Linked DNA regions of Canis lupus: region 1 is linked to region 2. Evidence: chromatin contacts called from public Hi-C data. All regions are on one chromosome and are shown on one strand. Each heading gives the region's core, a stretch centred on a gene start, on an enhancer-like site or on the middle of the called end of the contact. The rest is flanking DNA. Distances are from core to core; before and after follow the strand shown. Region 1 has its middle 18 kb from the start of MIR8885. Region 2 has its middle 63 kb from the start of MAPT.

What was found. Hi-C and Micro-C count contacts between places; a contact is called where the count stands out from the background.
Region 1: a contact with region 2 is called in a Hi-C map of blood, with 3 times the contacts expected there. The contact joins two enhancer-like sites. A contact is called at or near these places in 2 of 9 Hi-C or Micro-C datasets (amygdala and blood).

What each region holds. Positions count from the first base shown.
Region 1 is chr9:17,455,143-17,457,842 of UU_Cfam_GSD_1.0, reverse strand. No RefSeq gene overlaps it. Among named protein-coding and RNA genes, the nearest start is that of MIR8885, 18 kb to the right of the region's middle. Within about 2 kb of position 1,327, at least 13 of the 20 cell types and tissues checked have an H3K27ac peak or open chromatin away from gene starts, as enhancers often do. A contact at or near this core is called in blood, where this site is marked.
Region 2 is chr9:17,311,621-17,314,320 of UU_Cfam_GSD_1.0, reverse strand. No RefSeq gene overlaps it. Among named protein-coding and RNA genes, the nearest start is that of MAPT, 63 kb to the right of the region's middle. Within about 2 kb of position 1,345, at least 1 of the 20 cell types and tissues checked has an H3K27ac peak or open chromatin away from gene starts, as enhancers often do. A contact at or near this core is called in blood, where this site is marked.

The sequences.
Region 1 (2,700 bases), core at 78-2,577, 140 kb before region 2:
GGTTTTAAAGGATGGTAGAATTATATTTGTGTGACGCGTTGCATTATATTGCTTTTTTGATCTAGAAAAGGTTTCATTATTCTAAGGCCTCATTTTGGGAGAGGAATAAAATACTTTGTCGACAACCTGGCCATGAAAAATTAGGTAAAATGCCACCACTTTAAACCAACTCGGGTTGGAAAGTGGGAAGTTTGCTTTTTGTTGTGAGATTTGGGTTTCTCTGTGGAGTTCTTTGTTAAACTTTTAGCATAGCAGTGAACTTCCTTTTGGTGGCGACAGGAAGCATAAATACTCATTGTGTAATGACATTTGCCTGCTTTGGCGGATCTGCCAAGCCATGACACCCAAAACAAGACGCGTGCTTCTTAACGAAAACTACAGTTCCCAGCGGGCCCGGCGCGGGTGGGCCATCACTTCCCCTCTCGCTCCCGTCTGTCCCTTCCCGGGCTGGCCCGGCGCGGGCCCAGGCCTGCGCTTGCGCAATGACGACGTGCGCCTTTTTTTTTTTTTTTTTTTTTTTTTCCACCCTGGCGGCTGCGGAGCGCAGCGCCGGGGCTAGTGCCCAGGCGTGCTGCAGTGTACGGAGGCAGTCGGCTAGGACAAAGGGCGGCAGAAAGCGCTTCACTGGTCAGGGAGCTTCCTACCCGATTCAGCGCGCATTTAGCCCTGGGACAGTGTGGCACCGGCGGCATTAGCCTGTTTACTACACAGTGCAAACAGTTCCTCGCTCACGTCCTCTTGCTCCGCCGCGCCTGCCCGCCTTGCCCCTCATAGCCGGCGCGCGGCCCCGCCAGCCCCAGCGCGGAGGGAATGTGACGGCGTCAGTGCCTCAGGTTAGCCTCACCTCGGCCGGAGCGAGGGCCTGCTCCCGTCTGCTCCCGCCTGCCGCAGTGCCGCGTGCAGTCGCCGCACGTCTGGGAGCCGCTGGGTCCCGGCGCCGCGGCCTCCGCAGATGGAGGTGCAGAAACAGCGGCCGCGGCGAGGAGCCATGACTGAGGCGGCGGAGGCGGCGGCGGCGGCGGCGGCCGCGCCTCCTGGCGGCCCGCGGGGGTGGCGCGGCGGGCGCCCCCTGGCGGCGCGCCGGGGCGGAGCGGCCCTTCGCCGCCGCAGCCGCAGCCGGCGGAGGCGCTGCTGTCCCTCCTCCCCGTGTCCCCGGCGCTCGCCCGCTCGCTCGCTCGCTCCATTCTCCCTCCGCTTCAGATTAAAGGGGGGGAGGGAAAAGGAGCTCGGCCGCCATTTTCCCAGTGCCGCCGCCACCGCCGCCACCGCTCGCCGAGCCGGCGGGAGAACCGAGCACCGTAGCGAAGCCGACTCGTCTCGCCGCGGCGGCGCGGGGGGCGGCCGGAGCGCGCTCCCCGGCCGGGAAGAGGCGTGCGGGGGTGGCGGCCGGGGTGCGGGCTCGGGCTGCAGACGGCGGCGCTTGTTTGTGCGGGGCGGGGGGGCGGCTTCACCCTCTGCCCCCGCCCGCCGGCTCCCCCGGCCGGGCTGCGGTCCCCGGCCGTGCCCAGGCCCCGCCGGAGCCGAGGAAGGCCGGAGAAGGGGCCCGAAAGAGAAGAAAAAGCGGCCGCTCCCCGCCGCCGCCGCCTTCCCCTCCCCCTCCGCCTCGTCCCCCCCCGCCCGGAAAGTCAGGGCGGCTCCGGGCGCCGGGGGGGAGGAGAGCGGCGGGCCCGGGCCAGAGCCGCCGCCGCGCGCCCCCGCCTGCCGCCGCCGGCCCTCGGCGCCCAGGCCGGGGGCTGTTTGCAAACTGCGCCCATTTTGTGGGGCTGAATCCGCCCGGGCAACGCTCCTCCATCACGTGGTAGGTGCTGCTGCTGCTGCTCCTCTCCTCCTCCTCCTCCTCCCGCTGCCCTTTCTCCTTCTCCTCGCTCTCCCTGTGGCTCCCATTTCTCTCTCTCTTTGTTAGTTGTAACTAGAAAGGCAGGGCAGGGCAGGAAAAATCCCCGGAACTTTAAATGGCCTCTCCGGGCTTCCCCGCTGCGGGTCCGGGGCTGGGAGTCGCCCCAAGGGCGGGGGTGTGCGGGGGCCCTTCCCCACCAGCTGCCGCCTCGTTCGCCAGCTTTTCCTTTGGCGTTCTATTTAAAAATGCGGCCTTAAGAACACGATTTATTCCCGTAAAAAAAAACCCCAAACAAACTCTGGCTCTCGCCTTGAACTTCTCTTGACTGCAGAAGGCCTTTCTCTGCTCGAAACACATCTTGCGCGTTTCACGGTGTGTATCACAACTCTGATTGTTAAGTCAGATGGTTATTTGTTTCATGTATTTATTATTTTTGTTGCCTGTATATTGAGGTCACTTACATTTTCAGATCTAGTCTCCCTCAGGCGGACGTGTTTGTTTGTTTTTTAAAAAAACTAAAGAGGAAGAGGCATTTATTTGCTTTTAACTGAGTTTGGGGGGCCTGTTTTCCGGCTGTCTTTTGATTCTTCAGCAAATAGTTCGATTGTTTTCTGTACGATAAACAACGTTAACCTCCTGTTTTACTTAAAAATCCTTTTGTTTTCCATTGTCGGGATCCCAGTGTGGTTTTTTTGGAGAAACACGTTACTTAACTATTGCTTATTGATTGCCTTAGGGGGAGAGGGGGTGACATGATGGCGCCACTTTAAATTGCTCTTTCCTCCTCTGCTTTTTCCTCTTTATTTTGGAGGCCACTGGAGCATTTTTCGTTAATTGTTAATAAAACTGTATTTGAGAGTGTT
Region 2 (2,700 bases), core at 96-2,595:
AGTTAGTTCATTGGCTTTTACCTTCTCTTGCCATTTGGATTATAGCTCATACAACTTAAAATTTTATTTAGTTTTCAAAGTACCTTCCTTGTACTTGTTTTGTTTACTTCTCAGTAAACTTGTAAGGTGTTAAACTTCAGTTTGGTAGATCAAGAAAAGGCTTAGAAAAGTGCTTTTTCTAAGGCTGAATGGCTACTGAATTTATAAATTCGAGTCATCTGGTGCCTACCCTTCGTTTCACTGTAACATGCTTCTTCCCCGCCAGGTTAATAAAATAGAGAAATCAGTTTTCTGTGCATTCCTAGACTTTGCAGATGGAGCCATCAGGAAGACTTAGAAATACTTCTTGGCTTACTCTCCTAGGATCACAGTGTTGAATTGTATGGTCTCATATTTGAGTAAAGAAGCCTGAAGCCTGTAGTTAATTCTGATTCTGATAAAGCCTCTTCCATTCTCGCTGAGTATCAGCTTATAAACATGGTGATCATTTGTCAACAGTGTTACCACATACAGTTGTGAATTGCCTTCCTCATCGCCTAGTCACATATGCTCAGACTGTTTGCCTGACAACTACTGCTCTTACACTTCCTACTCCATCCCATTTCAAGCAGCTGTAGTTAGCACTGATGGAGAACGGAGGGAAAGATGGGGAGATTCCTTTCTCTGGTCTTTACTTTCCTGCCTGCCTTTAAGTACTTTTTCTCCCTGTCTCACATAGCTCCTTACCATGATACTGGGGCTTGGGCAAGAGAGTTGGTCATTAAATCTCCTTACGAGACTGTAAAGGAGAATATAAATATTTTATTATTTCAAGTAGGATGTATGAACATATTTGCCTGTGGATAAATTAGACTTATGGATTGACCTGGGGAAGACAGTTACCATATCTAATATTGTTTTTGTTGGGATAATTTTGCTTTGATCCAAACAAATACCACATACCAAATGTTTGTAAATTTGTAAGATTTTCACAAAGATGCCCAACTCCAGAGGGCACCATTATTCTGTGTGAATAGCACCTTCTAAATATTGAGATACCCATATATCATTGTGTAGAATAGTAAGTAAGAGTGAAGATGAGCAGCCAGTGTAATACTGTGTGGGTCAAATACACATGCACCTGAGCTCTTGACCATCCGTTTACAGCCTCTTCTCTAGAAGGTAGAGATGGCAGGATTTTCAAGTAGTTTAGTAATGTTTCCTAACCAGTTTGTAGGTAGGGTGGTGACCAACTGCAGCTTTTAATCCTAGAGTTCTGTCCTCCATGTCGACCATACACCTCAGCTGTTCACATTAAGTGTGGCTAGAGATGAAAGAATTTGAGGAGCTGTGTGCCTGGCGGGAAGGTGGAGGCTTTAGGGTGTGATAACTCTTTAGTACTCCAAGGAGGAGGAGCTTGCTTCCTTATCAAGCCAGTTAATCCTTAGCTTGAAATAAAAAGGATGTTTAAACCTTTGTGGAAAGAATGTTAACTTGAATTTAGGCTTCATAAGAGCACCACCTGCTGGCCTTTGAAGATCTATGCTATTTTGAGAGAGTTTACCAAGACTGGTAGATATAAGTCTACTGCAGTTTACCAGCAGGAGGAGGAAGTGAGTATTATAAAACAACCTTAGAAAATTTGCTTGAGAAAATGGTGGAAAGTAATGAGCAAAACAATCAAGTGAATCATGGAATGTCAGACCCCGGTGAGCATGAAGTCAAGGTGTTTTCATTTTGTCTGAGGCAGTAGTAACTTAAAATGATATTAGTTTCCTTCTATTTCCTATTTCCTGTTTTAACACTTCTGTTTTCCTGTTATTGACCCTATCAAGCATCGGCACCCTCTCCTTTGATAATGGCACTTTAATGGCATGGCCTATGTGGGTATGGAATGTCTGAAGTCCTTTAGTTGAATGGGTCCCTGTTGTGTTCTCTTCCATTTCATACTTTTTCATTGCTTACTTTCAGGTCCTGCATATCTAATCCATTTCAGCCCTTTAGCTCTACATGGATCTCAGGTGTTATTACTTCTACTTAGAGCATGAACTCAGACCAGCATTTCCTAAGAGATCATTTTTGTTCATTAACTGGGAGATTTAACCGACTTCCTGTTCACTCTTATATGAAAGCAGTTAAACACATAGCATACTTCTACCAAAGTATAACAGCCTGAGTCCTTTCAGCAGTTTATTATTATCCCTAACTGCTTCTTCATTGGGTTTATAGGGGAAATTGCTCTTGATTGTGCTGAATATCTCAACTCCAAGGCACAAGGTGGTATCAATTGTAGCAGCTTCTACTTCAGAGCATTCAGGTGAGGGGAGGGGATTAGGTATGGAGCTGGAGTCTGAGATAACGTGTGCTTACTCTTATTGATTGATATTGGCTTTCTGGACTTAACTCCGTAATTTTTAAAGATGCACCTGAGGTCTTAGGGTGTAGTAGGAAAGAGTGTTATGAGTTTAGCTTTTGCCTGCAGCAGAGGGAGAGCTAGAACATGTGTGCTGAGACGTTACCTGCCCAGACCTAGGCCTGCCACCTCATTTTACAGATAAAGCTAAAATCTGGCTAAGTGGTTTGTTTTTATTTTCACGTTTTACTCAGTGATGGAATTAGGACCTGAATCCAGGCCTACTTATTTCCAGTCCAGTGCTATTTTCCATTATAAATCAGGTCGCTCATATTCCTTCCTACCTCCTTTATTCCTGGCTTAATTTT